3 separate regions of the Gossypium hirsutum genome follow, and regions 1 and 3 are each linked to region 2. A link is a contact called in public Hi-C data. All regions are on one chromosome and are shown on one strand. Each heading gives the region's core, a stretch centred on a gene start, on an enhancer-like site or on the middle of the called end of the contact. The rest is flanking DNA. Distances are from core to core; before and after follow the strand shown.

Region 1 (2,700 bases), core at 160-2,659, 200 kb before region 2:
TTTGAAAAAAATTAATCTCTATGGATCATACAATGGACATGAAAAATACTTTGATTTCTCAAAAAAATATTAACTAATAATTTCATACAAAAAAGAAATTCTTATTAAACATGAATGGATCACAAATAAACTAATTGAACGAACATGAATAAAAATTTGATTGTTCAAGCGGAATTCATTTATAGCCTTAATATCAATCGTCCCAAGCTTAATTTTGTCACAATAATAATCAAACTTGCATAAAAAAAGAGTTTATCAGCTTCAACAAGCAAAAGAAAGCCAAAAAAAAAAAAAGTGGCTTATATATAGCCATACAAATAGAATATAATACTAGGAATTTAAGCATTTTCTGTGTGTGGTGAATATGCAAGAAACCTTTGTCTTTTCTCTGTGTAATTTTGCAGCAGTCGATCATGATCCGGAAGGTTGTTTTTTATCACAGGATGGGCCCTGAAATTCTGAATCCATGCATGCAATCGAGGGAAGGTCTCTGCGTCCAATATTTTGACATCAACTATTTCTTCAATGACTCCAAAATAGGTCATCCACCCCATGGCCAAATCTAACATCCCTATTTCTTCACCACCAAAATATTTCTTCTCCCCAAGCACTTGTTCTTCATACTACTTTAGTAACTCCTTTGCTTCCTTTACTGCCTTCTTGTGTTCCTCCCCAACCCCAAAGAAGAATGTTATGAATGGAGCTACCTGCAATTTTTCATTTGAAATTCACATTATCAACTGTACAAGCATGAATAATAACATAAACCCGGATTTTAATTCAGTTGATTTATGCAGTTAAATTAATTTACCTTATCCTTGTTGTCGAGGAAGTTGATCCAGAACCGTACCATAGCCCTTTCATAAGGATCCTTAGGAAGCAAAGGATGCTGCTGAGGCCATGTCTCCTCGATGTATTCGAGAATAACAGCCGATTCTGCAATTGCTTTCCCATTATGAACAAGAACTGGGATCTTCTTATGAACTGGGTTATATTTCAATAGCATCTCACTCTTGTTTAATAAATCTTCATCTATGTATTCGTACTCCACACTCTTCAGTCCCAGAGCCCATTGTACCCTCAATCCATATGGACTCGACCAAGACCCTAAAACCTTCAATTCTCCCATTTTCAATTGATTTTTTACTCTTGTATGTTTTTGCTTCCCTGCCATGGCAATGTTCGCATATGTATAGACTTTTGGTCCAAGTTTTTGGCTTGAAAATTTCTTAGATGACCAAAGACTTTCTAAGATATGACATTTCCCTACGTAACAAAGACTAGTCAATGCTGCAACTTCGCTGAAGCTTCCATGAAAATGGGCTATAACTCAGAATTTAGCACTGTTAATATTCTAAATAGGTCCATCCTGGTTCTGGTCCTGGTCGAAATAAAGGGTCCAAAATATTTTGGTTAGGGTCTAAAAAACGAGACCCAAAAAGACAATTGGGCAACTCAGAGACAACAACTGGTGAGCGTGGCAGTTTATTGATCACATCTCTCCAAGAAACGCCAGTGTTTAACTGTAAGAAATGAATGTAACGAACCAAACCAACAGAACTCCCCCCAAGTTCCAGGTTGCTGTCTGGCCATGGCTTCCATGGCACAATTTTGTTACATTATTGGCCCCTCAAACCTTAGACAAAAGTATAGTAGTTTCAGATTTTGCTTCCAAAACCCCGTTTATAGAAAGAATGCACTGTCTAATATAAGTACAAGATTTCATGCAAAGCCATCATCAGTCTCAGTCTCCCCTACCATCGTTTGCTCAGCTGCTAATAAGCCTTCTTCCTCCTCACAAGTTAGGTATTCTTCTTCTCAGTTCTCTCTCATTAATTGTATTTCTTTTTAATTTCTTCTGATTTTGTACTCATATTTATGGGTTTTGGAGATTCTTCTTCGAAATCCGTTGAGAGAATTTTGATGCAAATTTTTTTTCTTCAATTGAATCTGAGAATATTAGACTTTTGGAGCTTAAGATGTTACTGAAAATGGGGTGTTAGGGAGGGAGAGGAGGATATGGAACAAGGGAATGTTGAAGATTATTTTCTAATAAGGAGTAGGGATAGGGGTTGTCTAAGGATCTAACTCGAGACTAGTGTAAATTGAGGTCTTGAACACGAGTCTTTTGTCACATGTTGATGATTATTAAGATGAGATTGATTTTAGCTTTTGCATTGATGTCTGATAAGACTTTATGATAGCTTGGTTTTACACATTTCTTCCTAAAATGAGTTGGTGAGTCCAATGGATTTAGATGCACCATGATGGAGTTTCAGTGGCTAATTTTTTACTTGATTTCTTTTTATTGAATGCTTTTAATTTTATTTTTCAAGTGAGGCTTGTTAATAACTGTACGTGTTCTCAGTTCTTCAGCCAAGATAAGGAGTGAAGTTCTGTCTCCCTTTCGGTCTGTGCGTATGTTCTTTTACCTCGCATTCATTGCGAGTGGTTCCTTGGGAGGATTAATAGCCACCACGCAGTTAATTGCTTCTCTAACCAATCCTGCAAGATCATCCGAAGTTCCCGATATTTTAACAGGTCTTGGCATAGACATTGGAGCAGTATCTATCTTTGCATTTCTGTATTTCAGGGAGAACACTGCTAAGAATGCGCAACTAGCCAGACTCTCAAGAGAAGAAAGCCTTTCCAATCTTAAGCTCCGAGTGAATCAAAATAAGATCATTTCAGTTAGCAGTT
Region 2 (2,700 bases), core at 24-2,523:
CCCCATCTAGAGCTTGCTTATTCAAATCTGGTATCACGCCTCGCTCGCATTTATTTGAGGTAACCTCTAGCTTGAGATCTACAGAATGGCTCGAACTTGTTTATGAATTTAGCTTTGATTAAAAGTTCATATTTCAAAGCTCATCAATCTAAGCTAAAGTAAGAAATCATGGTCAAAACACAATTATTTATTCAAATTTCACAAGAATTCTCTCACGTATGATAATTTAGCAACCACTAGTTTGACATAACATCAGTTCTATCAGCTGCATTCTAAATGCACCAATTCTAAATGCAAATCCAAAAATTAATTGCTCTTTAAGTTCTTATATCATATCATTTCAAAAATTTAAAAAACAAATCCTAAAACTAAAGCAAAACCCATAAAGCTTAAGAGTTCAATTACCTTATTGTGCATCAAAATAGCACATCCAGGCTCCAACTGATCCTTATCAACGAAAGATAAAATCCCCACATAATACTCCGGCCCAACCGACGATGAAACAATCGCATGGTTCTCATCGATAAGCTCCTCCAAGTTACCGACACTCATCGGCGACCCTCTCAAATCATCTACTTTAGATCGATCCTCCTCGGCTTTCTCTTCCTGAGGCTTGAGCCTTTCCTGGTTAGCCACAAACTCTTCTTCCATCAGTAAATAATCCTTGATCCGCTCCAGCTTTAGCAACCGCAGCTTACACTTCGTCAACGGCGTTACAGTCGGAAGCCGAGCCGCGGCCTCAGATCCTTTCTGTTTTCGTTGCTTGCGCCCCACCCTGGCTGGGGGCGCCGCTGGCTCAAATTTCTTATCCTTCTTATCAGAGCCATCGGGTTTCCGGTCCCCTGGGAAACCTTGCCTATTCATACCGCCCGGTGTTCCCTGACCCATCGTTTAGGGTTCGTTTTCAGGCCTCCGACACTCGGCTCAGATTATGAGATGGCTGTGGGATCTTTTGAAAAGAAATTGTGCTATGGATTTGGGATCAAGCAACCTCCTAATTTTTTTTCCCTTTATTGTATTGAAAAATGGAAAATGGGCTTTGAATTTGGATCTATAGGATTAATTCTTCAGCTCTTTTGGGCCTTCTTTTGATTGGAGACCCCAGATTTAGTTGTAATTGGGCCTTTTTGTTCTCATCTTTTAGGAGAAAATTCTAAAAATGAGGAGAAAAATCTAATTTATCACCATATCATTTAAAAGGGGTAGGATCACGTAATCGCTAGACAACACAAGCTCAATGTTTGAGGCATTGGAGATATGAATATGGAATGTTTTGCCACAGATGGCAGATTCCCAATCACCCTTATGACTGCAACAATACTTAGCTACTACACTTTTTTGAGCAATGTAAGATCACAATGAGCATTCTCGAAAACTTATCGATGGTTGTCCAGATTCTTTAATTACCTTTCAAAGGGATTTAACACTACATAGAAGAAGCAGTATATATCATACAGTTTGAGTGAATTTTCAACTCTATTGAGAAAAAAAAACTAGTAAAATGCAACTTCAATAACTATTAACCACCAAACATGGTTGGCGATAAAACAAAAAAGAGTACTAACAAGTCAAAATCCTAATGTTGTGTAAAGTAACAAATATGATCGGAAGCTAGAGCTTTACGAGTGCGAAGCACAGCAGGTAATTCACCCGGAAAGACCAGAGCTGCACCATGTCGCCTTTTTTGAGTTGGTTGTTCTTCAAAACAGGGTTCCACGTGTTAGTGAGGACATAGAGCGAACTTGACCCCATAACCCACTTGTTAAAGGTAATATTTGTTCCCTTCATGGATGGGTCTAACAACCACACCTGCATGGGGTTTTTGTCATCTAACTCTTTAGCCTCTGCCTCGTTGAGAAAGTCATGAGTTTTGACTTGCGAGAAGGGTATGGAGAAACGACTGGCAGTAGGGTTTATGTCGGAGAAAAATATGGTCTTTTGTATGACCAGAACCAAACCCCTACCACCCATATCTTCAACTATAAGTTGTCTGAATTTGGGAGGCAAGTTTGTTGGTGGGATTGGGCAAACGGATTTCTCTTGCTTCCTTCTTTTCTTCGGCTTCAGTTTTGGTGCTACCCAATCGCCATCGTCTTCCTCTTCTACTGCTTTGAGATTACGTTTCCTTTTCAGTCCAACGCTGTTGTTGAACTTGAACCTCAGCTTGAAACCCGTATGGTCTTGTTTGCAAAGGGTTTGAGGTGGTGGGGGTGCATTGTGGCTTTTCTGCAATTTCAGTTGGTCAACATGGAGTACGTACAGCAAGTAACCAAAAGGACCCCAATTGGGATCAATCTTTGTATCCTTCAAAATCATCACGACTGAGAAGCTCCATCATCTTATCGTTTTCACTGAAACAAATTATTTTCTGTATTTGCTTGAAACTGGGAATGCTGCTTTCTTGAGATAAATGTAATGTCTATCTATCTAGTGTATATAAATAGGAAAAGGGTGCTTGAGATGAAAGTAATAGTTCTTGAAATATGACCGTTAAACTATAGTTTCCCGGCGGGGCATTTGAATGGAGTTGTTGTTTACTGGCAGAAAGGCGGCAAATAATGGGCAAAGGTGTAAAAAACCCAAGCCCCCACGTTTGTGTTTGCAACTATTCTGTTCTGTTTCTTGATATCTATAAATAATATCAACGTTAAAGTAGTGGTCAAAGGGGCTTTCCGGGTGGTCAATGGGCTTCTCCGGTGG
Region 3 (2,700 bases), core at 161-2,660, 150 kb after region 2:
AAAACAGTTTCAAAGCTTAATCATGTGATCAGATTAGAAATACTGTTCAAAAGAGTTAGGCACCAGAGAGAGCAGAAATGCAAAATCTCAACAATTGCAGCTCAAAAATTATGTTCAGTTCCATCACTATTTAGTCTATACAACCTAAAGCTCCAATAGAAGAAAGTTTCTTGAAGAACCCAAATCTTGCTCTACCTTCACTCCTTTGTTTTTGACCCCAAACTGGTTGATATGGCATCCACAATTTTCTTCTCCGAGTCCAATATCATCTCAATCCTTTTGTTTTCCATTTCCATTCTCAACCTTTCAGTTTCATGCATTATCTCCATTTTTTTCCTTTCTAACCTCATAACCCTTTCTGCAAATCTCCTAATTTCCATTGCTAGTTCCACCCCTTTGTCTTCTTCCCCCTTTCCCGTTATTGCTGCGTCACCATCACCATCCCCTTCCTCTTCTGTTCTAACCCTTTTCTTCATTAGCCCAGAAAACCGGTTCACAACACTCGGCCGCCGCAATATGTAATTGATGCTGCGGCTTTTGCTGAACCGGTTTCCTCCTTCATGTTCTTCGTCATCTTCTTCTTCTTCCTCGATTGGGTTGTTTTCGTCGTCGTTATGGTAGTAGTTCCCAGCTTCATGTCCGTTTGGAACAATGGAAGCCAATGGTCGAGCCGAGATAGGCAAAGGCCCTTGCTCCAGAGATTCCATGGCGTCGTAGTAAGGCCAAGGGGAAGCAGAGCCGAGGTTTTGGCGTTCGGAGCGGTAGCGACGGCGGAGTTTCTCCATCTTGTGACGGCACTGGAGGGCGGTTTTGGCGGCGGAATCATCGAAGAGGCCGCAACGAGTGGCGACGGTTACGGCTACCTCCTCCCATTGGTTGGCTTTGAGTTGGCCGCGCTGGAGAGAGTACCATTTTTCTTGGTAGGCTTGGATTAGGTTGAGAGTCTCTGGGTGAGTCCAAGGAAGTGGTTGGGGTTTCTTAGCCGCCGGCGATGGATCATAAGACATAGTTTAGGCCTTGGAGGTTCAAAATTCAAAGTGGTCTTTTTGAATTGGGGGCTTTAAATTTTGATTATTAAGGTTTGGGGGGCGGCGCGAGGGAAGGATGACGGTGGTGGCGGCGGTGGAGCTAGGTGGCAAATATGTTTTTCATTTTTTAAGTTTCCGTTTTAAAAATATTTTATGGACTCGAACCCGAAAATTTTGTTCTGGATCTGTACTTGAAATCAGGCCCAACCCAACTACTCAAATGGGCTCCCCGGACCCGGCTGTGACCCTTTAACCACTACGGAATTTTGAAATTTCATGTATTTCTATATTTTTTTCGATTTTGAAATTACAATTTTGATCACAATGTAGGTGTTGATTTCATTGGCTTAAATTCTATTAATTTCAATTTCCACTATTTTTTTTGAAATATAAGAATAGGGTAAATCCCATACAATAAACACGAATAGCGCGATTCGAATCCAGGCTACACCTGGGACGGTTAACATTCTGATCATCAGACCATTGCATGGGGTTCTTAATTTCCAAGATTTAATCCAAGTTAAATTTATTCAGTTTTGTTATCTCTAAAATTTTATACGAAAAATACACTATCAAATGTATATTATCATATTAGTTTTTTATTTTTAATATATTACTTACAAAAAAAGTCAATTAATGGATTTAATGATCATCTTCTATGTTAAGATTGGAATTTCAAATTTTTGAAAAACTATAGGAATTAAGGCTCTCTTTGGAAGGGCGGTAAGATTAATTTCAGTGAAATTAAAAGTAGTAGTGCCAGTTAAATTAGTTATTGTAGTGATGAGATTTAATATAACAATCTTATCTCAATTGACATGGATATTGTTATCAATACAAGAGAACGTGTGTTCGAGTGTGCTGAAGCACATTATCCTATTTATGGGCCGGAGAGGGACTATGGGTAGTTCTAAATATTTTGTAAAAAAAAAACAGATATGATTAGTTTTTATAATGAAATTGTTCAAAAAAAATTATTGATGAGATATGTATTTAAATTCAAACGCATTTATAGCAATGAAGTAAGAATGAAAAATTACTATTAAGAATCGTAGATTGAAAATTGTACTTAATACAAGTATTAATTTATGAAAATTACAACAAATTATAGTTTTATTAGATTAAATAATTGTATATAATGAAATAAGCCAAACTATTAAGGATATTAATGAAAATTCAGTTTATATAATGAAAATTCAGATTTATTTGATATTATAAAAATAATAATTAATTAAAAATATATTTGTTTTAAATAATAATTTTATTAATGAAGAATATTTTTATTTTATATGTATATTTATTTGTAATGATTCGTATTAATTTTATAATAATATTATATAAAATAATTTTTTATAGATTTATTTCATTTAATAATAATTTATAAGTTTTTTTTAAACTATCTTTAATCTTTTTAAAACCATATTTGTGAAAGGAAAAGTAAAATAAAGGGTAAAATTGTGAAAGTCTGTTTCACTGGAATGCAAAGCTTCTCAGTAGAGCATAAAATTCTATTTAAAAAAAAACCAATTTGTTTTGGATTAAATTAATAATTTTATGCATACTACAACACTTATAATAAAATCATTAAATTTTACTATTAGTTCCTATACTTTAAGAAAGTTATAGATTTAGTCCCTATACTTTAAATTGGTCATTTTTAGTCTTTGTATTT

Evidence for each region. Hi-C and Micro-C count contacts between places; a contact is called where the count stands out from the background.
Region 1: a contact with region 2 is called in a Hi-C map of leaf, with 2.6 times the contacts expected there. The contact joins the promoter of LOC107955405 here to the promoter of LOC107925883 in region 2. A contact is called at or near these places in 4 of 34 Hi-C or Micro-C datasets (all in leaf).
Region 3: a contact with region 2 is called in a Hi-C map of leaf, with 2.6 times the contacts expected there. The contact joins the promoter of LOC107943720 here to the promoter of LOC107925883 in region 2. A contact is called at or near these places in 5 of 34 Hi-C or Micro-C datasets (all in leaf).

The regions. Positions count from the first base shown.
Region 1 is chrA07:94,029,109-94,031,808 of Gossypium_hirsutum_v2.1, reverse strand. It overlaps LOC107955405 (protein LOW PSII ACCUMULATION 1, chloroplastic), which reads left to right and starts at 1,409. Exons shown (of 5, transcript XM_041116732.1): 1 at 1,409-1,806; 2 at 2,369-2,700. The coding sequence starts at 1,592. It overlaps LOC107955407 (monothiol glutaredoxin-S10), which reads left to right. Exons shown (of 5, transcript XM_041116733.1): 5 at 1-302. It also overlaps the pseudogene LOC121231851.
Region 2 is chrA07:93,829,076-93,831,775 of Gossypium_hirsutum_v2.1, reverse strand. It overlaps LOC107925883 (26S proteasome regulatory subunit 4 homolog A), which reads right to left and starts at 1,273. Exons shown (of 6, transcript XM_016856618.2): 1 at 406-1,273. The coding sequence starts at 888. LOC121203767 (B3 domain-containing protein At1g05920) reads right to left here and starts at 2,316. Exons shown (of 1, transcript XM_041074220.1): 1 at 1,612-2,316. The coding sequence starts at 2,316. The coding sequence ends at 1,612.
Region 3 is chrA07:93,675,050-93,677,749 of Gossypium_hirsutum_v2.1, reverse strand. LOC107943720 (trihelix transcription factor ASIL1) reads right to left here and starts at 1,410. Exons shown (of 1, transcript XM_016877510.2): 1 at 8-1,410. The coding sequence starts at 1,007. The coding sequence ends at 198.